Linked DNA regions of Mus musculus: regions 1 and 3 are each linked to region 2. The links are chromatin contacts, called in public promoter capture Hi-C maps. All regions are on one chromosome and are shown on one strand. Each heading gives the region's core, a stretch centred on a gene start, on an enhancer-like site or on the middle of the called end of the contact. The rest is flanking DNA. Distances are from core to core; before and after follow the strand shown.

Region 1 (5,026 bases), core at 1,016-3,515, 300 kb before region 2:
GTGGTTGCTGGGATTTGAACTCGGGACCTTCGGAAGAGCAGTTGGTGCTCTTAACCACTGAGCCATCTGGTCAGCCCTGAGTCTTCTCTTTAATTGCTCTCTACATTATGTGTCGAGGCAATGTATTCCTATTGAATTCAGAGCCTTCCCAATACACTAATCTGACTAACCAGCTTGCTCCAGGGGTCTCCTGTCCAGTACCTTATAAGTACTGGACTCACAGGTGGAGTATCGCACCCACCTGACATTCACCTGGATTAACAGTTCCCACCAAGCCATTTCCCCATCCCCTAGTTTTTTGGTTTTTGTTTGGTTTTGTTTTTGTTTTTTTTTTAATGAAAACTTGGGACTAGAGAGACAGTTCAATGGTTAAGAGTACTTGACGCTCCTGGAGAGGACCCAGATTTGGTTCCCAGCATCCACATAGTGGCTCACAACCATCCGTCTCCAGTTCCAGGGAATATGATGCCCTCTTCTGGCCTCAATGGGCACAAGGCACACACACAGTACACACACATAAACACATGCAAAATGTTCCTACGCATAAAGTTAAATATAAATTAATTAACCAGGTAAAATGGCAACGTCAGGACGGCTGTCAATCATCAGCATCCTTATGGGTCTTGAACCACCTGTCCCACACATAAGCTGCCTGGAAAGCCCTTTTATTTTCAACAACAACAAAAAGGAACCACCTTAGTGAAGGTTTTATTTTGGCAGTAAACCAGCATTGGAACAAATAAAAATACACACCTACATTCAGACAGTACACATGTTACACACAGTACACATATATAAACACATATCTCATGTTATAAAGATGAGGTATGAACACATATCTCATCTGCAGTAAATTTTGAGGCACACACCACTACACTTCACAATACAGGAGCACACAAACTGATTCCATCACACATAAGCTCTCAGGAATCAGACTGAGACCAATTCCTCAGTGTCACTAGTGCTGTGTACAGGCCAGAATTTTTAGGAGGCCCCAGGGGCATTCTGGCAGTGTCACTCAGCTGCAGACCCATGAGCTGATGATAAAAGCCAAGCATTCCCCTGTGCTTAACAAAGACCCTGAAGAGAAAGAAAGAAAGAAAGAAAGAAAGAAAGAAAGAAAGAAAGAAAGAAAGAAAGAAAGAAAGAAAGAAAGAAAGAAAGAAAGAAAGAAAGAAAGAGGGAGAGAGAGAGAAAGAGAGAGAAAGAGAAAGGAAGGAAGAAAGGAAGAAAGAAAGAGAGAAAAGCAGGGTGAACGGAGGGTGACCACACATGAAAGTCTTTAAGATATCCTTCAGAACAAAGTAGGGGCTCAACGGGTGCAAACTGCTGAGAAGTCAGCATGGTTAGGGGCATAATTTAATGGCCCAGCACCTGTCTAGCATAAGGAAGGTGGGAGAGCAGGTATAGGAAGGAAAGGAGAAAACAAAAAGAAACACACACAATAGTTAAAGGGGGGGGGATGCATAAACATATGAGCAATGGGTGTGTAAATGAGAGAGAATGGGAGGGTTAAGTACTCAGGTGAGAGTGGATCTGGGAGCATAAATAAGGAGTAAGCAGGAGGGGGCAGAATGGGGATTAGAAAGGACTCCTTTAAAGTGTATACTGGTGAGTAGAGAGGGATGGAAATGAATGAAAGTGGTCGAGAAGCTGCTGTCTTGGAACCTGCCACCGGTCTTGTTCACCCGAGCCCTGCATGACCACCTGAGCCCAGCCCCACTCACATATTGACTGTCCTCTATCTCCTGCAGAGCCTTGATTTCTCTGAGGGCCTGGTTAGGAATACCATCCTCCAGCCGCCGCAAGGCCACCTTCTTGAGGGCAACGATCTCGCCAGTCTGTGCAGGAAAGAGTGCCGACACTGCCAGAGACCTTTGGCAAGGTAGGGGCAGGGAGAGAACACCCCAGGAGCGAGACACCCCACAGAGACCCGCCCCTAAGTCGGGAAGATCTGAACCGACCGCCAGGGGTCGCGCTCCCGCAGTCCGGCCGCTGGAAGCGGGATCGCCACAGATGGGACCCCGCCAAGTATCCTAAAGAGACCTCTGAGGCGCGCCCGCGCGCGCTAGCAGATCTCTACACGGAAAGACTGCAGAGGGAGCGCAGTGGGCATCCCTCGGACTGCACGTGCGGCATGGTCTCACCTCTACGTGCTTGGCTTTGAAGACGATGCCGTGGGCGCCCTCCCCGATGCGACCGAGGATGCAATACTGGTCCATGTCGGCCCGCGGTGCCCAGATCCTACTCTACAGGGATCCAGCATAGGCTCCTGCAAGCGTTGCCTAGCAATAACGCGTCTAGCAGCTGCTCCGTAAAGCACGTGACCGGAAAGACCAGTGCTGAGCTCAGTCAGGAATCTGCATCCCCTCTAGGCAGCACCTTTCCGCAGCCTTCGGCAGTCACTCTATCGTAATCTAACGCTCCAGGACGTGGCCATAGCACCACGTGACAAGAAACGCTGGTGCGTGGGGCTGAGAGGGGCAGGGCTACGCATGTAAAGGGTGTGTTCATTCGCCCAGAGGCGGAGCCTCTGGTAGGGAGGTGGATCTGGTGGAAGACTTCCAGAAACCAGCAAGAGTATCAGGTGGCAGGCACTCACTCAGCCGCTCTCTACATTTAGGCCTCTTTGTAACTGACGCAAATCATTGTTGCAGACAAGCACAGAGCTGAGTCGTGGAGTGTCTTAGTTAGGATTTTACTGCTGTGAACAGACACCATGACCAAAGTAACTCTTATAAGGACAGCATTTAATTGGGACTGGCTTACATGTTCAAAAATTCATCCTTTGTTATCAAAGGAGGGAGCATGGAGCATCCAGGCAGGTATGTTGCAGGAGGAGCATATTCAACTGCAGGCTGCTCGGAGAAGACTCGCTTCCAGACAGCAAGAGTATTAAAACCCACTTCCACAGTGATACACCTACTCTAATAAGACCACACCTGCTAATAGTGCCACTTCCTAGCCCAAGCATATACAAACCATCACATGGAGAATCACTTGGGTCTTTGGTCCCCAAAGGGCATCATGAATCCAAGTACCTTTTTTAAAAAGCTTACTAGCACTGACGATAAAGCTCCTTTGGTGAGGTGCTTGCCTAGAGTGAACAAAAGCCTTTGGTTCGACTCCCTGTACCACCTATGTTGGTTGCTCTAAATCACATCTGCCGTCCCAGTACTTGACAGGGTCTTATTAATCTACACAGTGCGATGCATCCTGCTTAATAAGAGACCTTATCTCAAAATAGAGAGAGGTGTCCACAAGTATATGAGATGACGACCAGCACCCCTACTAATTAGGAAAAATGAAATCAAACCACAATAAGATATCTTACACCCTTTAGGATGATTACTATCAGGAACGTAGATGATAAACCTGATACAGTTGTTCTGACTATAACTCTTGTATCCAGCAGGCCAAGACGAAGAGAATCTCAAGTACGAAGCCAGTATGGACAAGGTTACCTGCTAACATGGTAAAGCTGTGGAGAAATCAAGACAGAAGAGAGGGGAGAAGAACCTACACTAACGTGGGAAGGCAAGGATGCCAAGAAATTACCACTTTTGTGTGCGTTTGTTAAAAAGTGTTTCAGGGGTGGTTGCTCACTCCCTACAATCCCAATACTAGAGAGACTAGGAGTTGCAGGAGGATTGCCTCAGGTTCCAGGCCAGCCTGAGCTACAGTGTGAGACTTTCTCAAACCCAAAAGAAACGAAACTTTTAAATAGAATATGAAACTAGCCAGGCTCTATGGACTGGCTGTGGGACCCTCTTCTCAGGGAATGAGATAAGTGAAAGTTTTTGCCATACCTGTGGCACACACTACGCCTAGGTTTAAATCAGAAAAAGGAAATCCAAGTGTGGACTAGGGGGTAGAGGGAGCGTGAGGGGGCAGAAGCCCAGGAATTTGAGCTTATCCTTGATTGTATGCTGAGTGTAGCTTTCATTGGCTAATTACCTCTGAATTAAGGAGATTGTAGCATTGATATCCAAAACTAATACACTGGGGTTTTGTTTGTTTGTTTGTTTATTGTTTGAGACAGGGGCCACACAGTATTACTCTAGCTGACCTGAAACTCACTCTGTAAACCAGGCTGGCCTCAAACTCACAGATGTCCACCTGCCTTTGACTCCCAAGTCCTGGGATTAGACAAGACTATTCTCTTTGAAAAGTTTGTCTCACCCAATATTGTGAGTTCCAGACCTTTGCTGAAGCCTTTCCGCTTTCCAAAGGGACATTGGCCCACTTGCCTTGCCCTTCTTCTCAATTCCCTCTGCCTTGCTAAAAAAAAAAAAAAAGTTAAATTACATTCCTAAAGCAAGCCACCAAGGTCTGGTTCCTTCTTGGCCAATTCTTCCTCCTGAGGCTGCTACCAGTGTCCAGCTATCAAAGTATTAAAGTCGGGAATTAAAAGCCCCCTTTGGCTCACCTAATTAACATGTCCAATTAAAATTAAACACCCCATCCTAATATGGGTTTTTCCCTTTACCTTTATAAACCACCATTTGCCTATGGGCCATGTCTGTCTTTTCTCTATCCAAAAGCAGTCCTTTGTCATCCTGGGACAAATATACTTGCCTCCTCTCCCCCTCTTCTCCTTCGTCCTCTATCTCCTGTCTTTGTCTCTTATCCCCTGCCCTCTGGGGTAAATAAATCTTCGTGTTAAGAATTTGGGGTCCTGAGGCAATAACTTCCCTTTCACTGTCAACGGATGTCAGTATCGTGAGCTGAATATGTATAAAGTTCTAAAAGAGTTTTTAAAGGGAAAGAAAAACTTCTTATACTTAAAAACAGAAAGCATCATCAGCCCCCTTCCAGGTAGTGCAGCCTGTGATTTCAGCACTTTGGGATGCTGAAAGGCAGAAAGATCATGAGTTCAAAACCAGCCTGTACTACAGAGTTCAATGTCTCAGTAGCTGAGAGAATTCTAAGAAAGAAGGGAAATCAGTTTTCTCCAGGGAGAAGTCCCCTAATAGGCTATCCAGTCCAATTGGTCACTCCTATACATATAAGCAAAACTAAATGA
Region 2 (4,426 bases), core at 1,099-3,598:
ACATTAGTGGAGTTAATTGAAAAAGAAAAACATTTGTTATGCAGTGTTTGGGTGTGTGCACACACACAAGTGCATGTGCTATATGGCTCGTGTGGAGATAGATAGCCAGAGGATCACTTTTGTAATTGGTCTCTCCTTCCAACGTGTAGGTTCTAAGGATCAAACTCAGGGCTTCAAGCTTGGTAGCAAGTGTCTTCTATACTTTGCTAACCTGGTTAGCAAAGATGAATGAGGTTCTGGTGTAGTTAATATTAAATATTGCCAGCCCTATCTCAGGTCTTAAATTAGGGTAATGAGTGGAGATTTCCTTTTATTCAAGGGTGTGGTGTTTAGAATCATCCTTCGAAGGACCCATTAGGTTTTCTTTTCACCTGAGTTGTTTTTGGTTGATCTTTCAAGGTTTCCCTGCCCTGATTGTCAGGTCCAAAGAGTACCCCAGTTTCCCTCAAAAGGGCACTGATCAAAAGGGCACCAAAATTGAGTCTAGGCCCAACTCAACCTGGACTATAGGAGGATTTTGGCAGTAAGATAAAAGCCAGCATTCCTCAGAAGGGACGTGTGGCTCCATTGACATGTTTCTGTGATGCATAGGCCTCCAGGCTCCCTCAGTCTCTACCTAGTCTCCTGCCTGCCATGTCCCCTCCAGCTCCTCATCCCCTTTATAACCTGTTACTCTCTTTTCCTGTTCTCTTGCTCTCTCCTAGTGCTCTCTATGTTCTGTTCTCTCTCTTGCTATCTCCACTATCCCCTCCCACTTCCCTGGCCATGCCTAGACTGCTTGCAAGTCCATCTTCTTTCTTTTTTTTTTTTAAAGATTTATTTATTATTATATGTAAGTACACTGTAGCTGTCTTCAGACACACCAGAAGAGGGAGTCAGATCTTGTTACAGATGGTTGTGAGCCACCATGTGGTTGCTGGGATTTGAACTCTGGACCTTCGGAAGAGCAGTCGGGTGCTCTTACCCACTGAGCCATCTCACCAGCCCCATCTTCTTTCTCCTTCTGCTCTGGGTACTTTTTTTTTTCTTCTTTTTTTTTTTTTTTTTTTTCGAGACAGGGTTTCTCTGTATAGTCCTGGCTTGTCCTGGAACTCACTCTGTAGACCAGGCTGGCCTCGAACTCAGAAATCCGCCTGCCTCTGCCTCCCAAGTGCTGGGACTAAAGGCGTGCGCCACCACGCCCGGTGTGGGTACTTTTTCTTAACCTACAACACACCTCAGTGGTACATGATGGAGAGAATGGTCATGTTGGCAGTTTTCTGTGCCCCTTCAATACCCCCAATGCAGAACACCCAGAAGAGATACACACAGATGGACCGGGGACACCTCCATGTTCTCCTATCCAAACCAAGCCGCTGATCTCCCCTAAGCTATGGATTGTTTGTTTCTGCTGGCATTTATCCAACTGCCAGGAATCTTCCCATGGTCCAGGTTGAGCTGGGCCTATACTCAATTTTGAACCAAGTCAGTGAGCCTGCGCTTTGGCCACGGAATGAGGAGCCCTTTGGACCTAACACTGGTGTGTGCAGTCAGAACTCAAAAAAACACTATTTTGGCTGTGGAATGCAAGTTAATACTGATCAAAGTGCAATACATCTGAACATGAGAACAAACTTGAGAGTCGTTCTACAGCTTTGAGCTTTTATTCACAAGAACCAGGGATCCTGGGGCTGCTGTCCTAGGGAGAAGTGGGCCTTTTGTGAGGGAGGCCTGAATTTACCAAAAGTGTCCAGAGGAAGAGAAGCCGAATACATGGCATTTATGGTGGATGCCAGTCTTAGGCATTTATGAACGAGAAACAGAAGCGTTCCGCACGAGCACTTGTCTTGAAGTATGCCTGGAAGCATTTTTAGTAATAGTTGTAAATTGGGAATTACCATCATGCCAACCACCGGGGTAGATGGGGGCGCTCTGAACACACGCAGGGAGGTGTAGCCCAGCACCACAGCTGATACACCCTAAGTACTCAGGGGGACTCTTGCCCTTTGTGGGGATGTTGTACTCAGATTTACGTGTTTGCTTGGTTCTGTTCATTTGTCAAGAACGCATCTGTAACTCACTAATCAGGCGCGTCCCGTAGGACATAAATTATACTTTTTAAAAACAAACAAACAAAAACGGAAACGAACCTCAGCCTTTCTGGGGGTGCCGGCTAAGGCAGTTTTTCGGCTTTCCCGGGAGGTGGACACCTCCAAGGAGAGAGCGCACTAGAAGCACCAGTGCGTGGTGCGGGGGTGCGGGGTGCGGGGTGCGGGGCGGGCCGTGGTCGGAGTTCGCGCCCAGGCTCTTCCTGTTCCTGCCGCACCCTCTTCCCGGGCCGCTGGGGGCGGGACCGCGGGCTGGGTTTGGGCCGGGCGGCGGAGGGCAGAGATGGAGGAGCCCAACGCGGCGCCGTTGCCCTCTCGCCTGGCCAGGCTGCTGTCGGCGCTCTTCTATGGCACATGCTCCTTCCTCATCGTGCTGGTCAACAAGGCGCTGCTGACCACATACGGGTGAGGCTGGTTATGAGGGATGCAGGGTGGCCGGGGCTTGGAAAGCCGAGTGTGCTCTGCCTTTACCAAGTCACTACCCAACAAAGTCCACTTGGGATCAAGAACATACACCAGCTGAACTTAAAAGCCACCTTTGCAAGCATTAAGTAAGTTCAGCAACTGAGAAAAAAGTGACGACTTATTTTAAGACAGGCATTCATCAGATAGTTCACGCTGGCCTCGAACTCAAATCCTCATGACTGAGCCTCTCTAGTGCTGTTATTACAGGTTACAACATCATAAACATAAATGTATTTTGAGCAAATCATTACCTTTTAATCTTCGTGGTGTTTTTGAGACAGGATTTCATGCACCCCAGGTTAACTTCTGGACTACCTAATAGTTTTCCTGTCTCCACCTTCCATGTGTGACACCACACCTGTTTTGTACAGAGGAAGCCACCCAAGGCTTTTCATTTTCACTGAGATACATCTCCAGCTCCAAGCAAAACAAACGAAACAAAACAAAAATGCATGTTCCACCGATTACATCTGGACTTGTGTGGTTTGTTTATATAGGCTAATCATCCATTCTCAAATAACCATCGTATTTCTGGATAATCAGAACAACTAGAAGTTTACAAGATCAGCTTTTTTTTTTTTTTTTTTTTTTTTTTTTTTTTTAAGATCAGAGTGGAATGCACCAGCAACTCTGTGCTTCTTTGAACTTATTTGTAAAGACTATAATAATATCCTATTTAATTCTACTCTGTGGTTGAATCCGGAGAGAACTGTGGTTTTAAATCTGGCCCCAGGGGTGATTGCTCCCTGGCCATACTTAGCATTTTCCTTAGATGCAGAACCTAGCTGACTATAAGCATGGTATTAACCTCCTAGGGCCTTGCCTGAGCTGCCACAACCCAGGGCTCTTTGTAAACCCCACAGTTCTGCTTTTTTTTTTTTGTCTTATATTTGGGAAAACTCAGATCCATATCGGGTCCACAAGTTGTAAGTCCAACAGATACTATTGAGTACCTACTATGCTGATCCCATGGTATGTTGTGGAAAAAATGGTATAGACCATGTGGAACATCTTCGATGGAAGTTCTACTTCAACAACAAACAGGTTCAAGAACTGATAAAGCATTGCAGATGTGACCCAAGAGAGAAGAGGGTCAGAGGTTGGGGCCAGAACATCAGGCAGAAGAGAGCAGCAAGAGCTTGGCTTCCTGGAAGAGCAGAGAGAAAGTCAACTTGGCTAGATGACTGGAAGGGAGTGACCAAGTACCAAGAAGACCCCCAGGAGAACTTTACAGGAGGGCGGGGACAGAGCCTTCATAAATTTAATGACAGTGTGTGCTCAGGATGTGACAGCCATATTCTCAGGCACATAGGTAACTGAAGTGAATAGAACAGGTAAACAAAACAAAACGCCTTAATTTCACATCCTAGTGTACCAGCAATAAGCCATTGAATGCCATTGAATGTGTGTGTGTGTATAGGTCAGAGGACAACTTTCAAGAGTCAGTTTTTTCCTTCCACTGTGTGGGTCTCAGGGATGGATTCAGTTTGTTAGGCCTGGCAGCAAGCCCCTTTCCCCACCAAACCATCTTCAAAGCCTAGTATTCATATGGGTTTGTTCACAGCTACCTATAACTTCAACTCCAGGGGATCTAACACCCTCTCACAAGCAAATGAATAAAAATAAATATTTATGAAAAAAACCCCACAAACAGTATGCTAAGTAAAATGAATATACACTTAAGCCAGTTAATACATATAGTATTAACATATAGTATGTACATAAAGTGTGAGGTCATAACGGAAAAAGAAAATGTCAGGGTGGTGGTGAGGCTGTTGGTAGTGTTTGCCTAGCATGCAAAAAACTGGATTCAATCTCTAGCACTACACAGTAGTGGACACCTGTCACTTGGGAGGTGGAAGCAGCAAGATCTA
Region 3 (5,053 bases), core at 1,359-3,858, 400 kb after region 2:
TCATGGTGTCTCTTCACAGCAAGGGAAATCCTTACTAAGACACTGTTCTTACAAAGGACTTGAGTTCAGTTCCCAGCACCAACAGCAGGCAGCTCACAACTGCTTGTAACTCCAGCTCTCAGGGGTTGGGTGCCCTCTTCTGGCCTTCAAGGACACTGCATTCACACACACACATACACACACACACACACACACACACAGAGGGGGGTGCAAATATACATACATATATTTTAAAAATAAAAATAAATCTTTAAAAGAAAAAAATAAAAATTCCCAACAAGTGGTCACTATTTAGTGAGGTGGATATGCTAATTACCTTAATTTAATCATTATATATTATATAATTGAATATGTTATATACATCAGATTGTCATAATGTACTAAAGAGAGAAAGAGAGAGAGAAAGAAATCTGAAAGGAGCCATTGTTTGGAAATGATGGAGTCAACCATGAAAGATTTGCTTCAGGGTTTCTGAAAGCTTATCTCGAGGACTGTGAGGGTCCCAAAGACACCTGCCAGAGAACCCCTCTGCCAATAAGCTCCTGTGAGACTTGGGTTCTATGAAACACACATTGGGGAACACAAACTGAGGACACTCAGTATTTCCCCCTCTTCATATGACATCACTTTCAGGCTAGACAGAAAGCTTCCCTTCAGCCCTAAGTAAATACGATTTTCATAAATTTCTGCCTTCCTGGTGTTTTTTTAAGTCTCTCCTTGTCCAAGTCAAACCTGGATTCAGAATGACAATTTTTTTTCCTACTCTGCCAAAAAGCTCACACTCATACATTTATCCTCAAATATTTTCAGCCTTCAAAGTTTTAAAAAGAAAATAAAAAGCAAGATAAAATCCTGAAATTCCATCAGTTGTTCTGAAAAGCTTTAGCAATTCCATCCACCCCTGCATTCCATAGTCACCCTTAGACTATGCCCCATGTGTTTCTGGTTTCTCTCTAATTAGATGTTTAAGCTTCTTTTCTCCCGGGAGCCTGAACATGGTGTACACTCAAAAATCGCTGCTGTGGCTTCTGTAGCTCAGACGTAGGGAAAACTTTGGCCAGGACCAAGTCTGCAAAATGCTCCCATCCCAGGCACAATCGCTACAAACTACTGCAAGCCACACGTACATATCTTGGCCCAGGAAATGTAGGACATATTCAGCCCAAGCCTTCCACGTTGATGGGAAACATGGCAGGTGTTCCCGCTACTCTTTATCCCCAACCTGATAAGTGAGACCACAGAATGTAGGAGCTTGAGCCAGGACTATGAATCCGATCCCCTGACATGGTCTCACTAAAGAACTACTATTTGCTGAAGAAGACTGGGGTAGGGAGGCATCTCAGGGGGTAACCTGGGTTCCCAGTTCCTTCAGGCCTTTCTCACCACATAATCTCTCAAGTTTATACAATATTTAATTAAATTAAACAATTTCTAATTGTTTTTAACATTTGATACAAATTACAGAAATGTAAACCAACCTCTTCCCTTGGATTCTCTCTCCCTCTCCCTCTCCCTCTCCCTCTCCCTCTCCCTCTCCCTCTCCCTCTCCCTCTCCCTCTCCCTCTCCCTCTCCCTCTCCCTCTCCCTCTCCCTCTCCCTCTCCCTCTCCCTCTCCCTCCTCTCTCTCCCTCTCCCTCTCCCTCTCCCTCTATGTGTGCATGCACATATGTGTGCACACATAAAGCTATGGAATTTTTATAAATTAAAGGGACTTGATTATAAACCACATTTATGTATCTATTTGTTTGGTTGTTTGTTTGTTTGGTTGTTTTGTTTTTTTGAGACAGGATTTCTCTGTATAGCCCTGGCTGTCCTGGAACTCAGTCTGTAAACCAGGCTGGCCTCGAACTCAGAAATCTGCCTGCCTCTGCCTCCCAAGTGCTGGGACTAAAGGTGTGCACCACCACTGCCCGGTATATAAACCACATTTTTTTTCTTTTTTACTTAAAAATCAGCTTAACTCACATTTAGAGCATTCTTTAAAGGAGAAAGCCTTTCTAAAAGGGGTAGTTTGGCTTATGTTGATAGAACAGGAGAAGTTGGGCATAGTGGCACATACCTTTAATCCCAGCACTTGGAAGGTAGAAGCAGGTGAATTGCCGGGAGTTTGAGGACAGCCTGTTCTACATAATGAGTTCCAGAACAGCCAGAGCTATATACAGGGAGACCCTCTCTCAAAAACAAAACAAAAAACAGGAGGGTACCACCCCCACTTATTAATAAAATAAGAATATATACATGCAACAACTTTGAGTATTTATTGTTCTGTGCCTTGTGTGTGTGTGTTTTAAGTTCTTGCAACCAGCATGGAAAGTGAGTGTTACAACTTAATAAAGTTGTAACTTAAACTCAAGAAACTAAAGTTTCAAGAGGTTGATTAGGGAGGTGAAATTTTTCAAGGTAGATTCTGTAGAAAATGCAAAGCTGAGAAGAACCATGATTGCAGGCAGGCAGAGGGGTCCTGACCTGGACTGACCTGGTCACAGCAAAGCAAAGGACTGGTGAGGCACAGAACATCATCCATCCTTTATTACCCGTTTCTTTTATGACCAGGCTGCGACGTAGAGAGTTCAGCAGCCCTTGGGATCTTGTTTGCCCTTCTGCAAAGACATGTGACTAGGGCTACTTGCTCCGCCAGCCATAAGAAGTTTGTCTGGTAAAGTAAAGAGAAACTAAGTTATTGTCATTCAAGCAGAGATCCATGGTAAATGTATCCTTTAACATGTTTTGATCTAGAGGAGTCTCCAGTCTCATCATCACAACATCTCATCTTTCACACACACACACACACACACACACACACACACACACACACAGAGAGAGAGAGAGAGAGAGAGAGAGAGAGAGAGAGAGAGAGAGAGAGAGAGAGAGATTCACAAAGGCAACTGGAAGTGATGACATGAGCTGGAATGTCCCTCAAGTCACTGAGTTTAGGCTGGGCTGCCCTAGGGAGTCTTCAGGATTTTCTTTCATTCTTTATTTTCCTGCTCCCCAAACTACTTCTTTGTCTGTGGATCCCTCTTTGCCCTTCCTGTCTTCTACAGTGTCACTCAATGCTTTGCCTGAGATGTAAATGAATCCAAGGACACAAAGGGACAATGAGACTCGGTTACCTGAGGCAGGACGCCACCTGCACTCATTGCCCAATGCTGTTCTCATGTGTCCTGCCAATTTCTACCATGGGCATTAACCACAATGACCATCCCCCAGCTCCCTTATTCTGTGGCCCCTCTGTGTTCTCAAACTGGTGGCTTCTGAGGAGGGCTAAGGGGAGAGGCACCTGCATTCTTGTTGCCATCCATAGTAACTCAGTCCTTTCACTACCAACAGATCAGGGAGAAACAGCAGGGAAACAGAGCCATCCCAAGTCCTGCTCCTCATCATGACATATTAAGTACATTGTGGGTACATTGTGGATACATAAGGATACATATGGATGCATAGAGCAGAGGTAAGCATTCTTACAATTCATTAGCAACTATCCTAATGATTATATCTAACCTAAAAGACAGGACATTATGAACCACACACTATTTGTTCCAAATAGGCAGTGTGAGTTAAGAGTTAGCAAAAACCCTCTGCCAAACATTTGGATTTGTTTTATTTCCTCTCTGGTGCTGGTTCAATACAGCTGAATATTAGACAGAGATTTCTGCACACTGGCCATGTATTACATGCTTCAGAGGTAAGACGAAGGGAAGGTGGCATATAGTGTTATCATATAGGGACACAGCTGTGGCATGAGTTCTCATGACTTCTGCCATTAATTATAGCAAGGTAAATATAGCCAGATGGCTACCTGTCCTATAACACATATTTTCTCCATGGTAACAGAATTTAATGAATATGTGGACATTTATTATGCAAACTACATTTCCCAGACTCTGTTGCAGCAAGTATAGTCATGGGACTAAGTTCTGATGAATAAGCTGCAAAAGCAGGTATCATGTAACTGTTTCCAGACTCTTTAAGAAGTAGCAAGCCTTGCTTTCTCTGTCATCCCGTCCTCCACTCTGCTTTCTAGAACACAGAAGCCATTGTCTTGGACCACAAGAACAGGGACCACAAGCCCAGGAAGGGTACTGTGGAGCCATGAATAGGAGGGAGTCAAGAGACCTCCCTCTCAGAGTTGATGCCTTTGGCTCCTTTGGGCCACCCTTTCTTTTTGTCAATAAAAGTGCATCACAGCTGTGGTTTAGTGATGGCTTCTCTGTGCCACTTCCACCCTTATTACTTTGCTGCATCAATTTAGCATTCACTGTAGTCTCCCTGCCTTGTGGGATGACCTCCATTGTCAACGCTAGCTAAGGTTCAGCAAGTCTACCCAATGGCAAATCTTTCCCACTTCCATTCCTCTCCCAATACTATGCCTTTCACATTCACATGGTCATCATGGGTCCCATTGGTATCCTTTTGACTGACAGCCTCGCTTTAAAGGTGGAGCTAGGCTGGAGGTGGTTTGTCTTTTTCTCTTAGGCTCTGAAATGCCAGAATTAGAGCTTTTGCTCTGCAGCAGCAGATGCCACCTTAGATGCCCCGATTTGTAACCTTATCATACTCATTAAGTATCATACCACCACCTTCAGGCCTTTTATCCTTAAGCACATCTAGGTGCCTGCCACCATGGTGGTATAACAACTCACAACATATTTAGAATGATACATCTGAACTAGAACCTAGTGCCTTCTTCATATCCATTGCTTCTGGAAATCTCCCTTTGGCTGTATCTAATTTGTTTGGGGGTAGAGTCTCAATATGTAACCCCAGCTGACCTCAGAGTCACAATCTTCTTGCTTTAGACCCACAAGGGTTGAGATTACAATGTGTACCACCACAAACTGAGTGTTCAAAGGCTGAGAACGAATACTGTGGGCTTACATGTTCCTGAAGTAAACAAAACAAATTTCACCTCGACAGGTCAAAGTTGAGTTTATATAAACATAGCTGGGACTGTTTCTCTTCTTCCAGGTCTTGAGGACTCCAACAACCCTAGGAAGTACCCAGAAAATACCAGCCCTGTCTAAACCGAATAACATGTCTCTGAAAAGCTCAG

What was found. Promoter capture Hi-C pulls out the DNA fragments that hold promoters and counts their contacts. Capture Hi-C pulls out chosen DNA fragments and counts their contacts.
Region 1: a promoter capture Hi-C map of liver shows a contact between it and region 2. The contact joins the promoter of Cdk20 here to the promoter of Slc35d2 in region 2. A contact is called at or near these places in 8 of 39 promoter capture datasets (the SN4741 cell line, cranial neural crest, embryonic stem cells and 4 more) and 3 of 9 other capture datasets (adipose tissue, liver and pancreatic islet).
Region 3: a contact with region 2 is called in a promoter capture Hi-C map of hippocampal neurons, with 2.5 times the contacts expected there. The contact joins the promoter of 1700024I08Rik here to the promoter of Slc35d2 in region 2. A contact is called at or near these places in 2 of 39 promoter capture datasets (the 3T3-L1 cell line and hippocampal neurons).

What each region holds. Positions count from the first base shown.
Region 1 is chr13:64,429,792-64,434,817 of GRCm38.p6, reverse strand. It overlaps Cdk20 (cyclin-dependent kinase 20), which reads right to left and starts at 2,265. Exons shown (of 8, transcript NM_053180.2): 1 at 2,148-2,265; 2 at 1,728-1,841. The coding sequence starts at 2,222. 1700015C15Rik (a long non-coding RNA gene) reads left to right here and starts at 2,382. Exons shown (of 3, transcript XR_873594.1): 1 at 2,382-2,464; 2 at 3,413-3,567.
Region 2 is chr13:64,127,252-64,131,677 of GRCm38.p6, reverse strand. It overlaps Slc35d2 (solute carrier family 35, member D2), which reads left to right and starts at 2,348. Exons shown (of 12, transcript NM_001001321.3): 1 at 2,348-2,492. The coding sequence starts at 2,371.
Region 3 is chr13:63,731,853-63,736,905 of GRCm38.p6, reverse strand. It overlaps 1700024I08Rik (RIKEN cDNA 1700024I08 gene), which reads left to right and starts at 2,608. Exons shown (of 5, transcript NR_126476.1): 1 at 2,608-2,704; 2 at 3,331-3,451.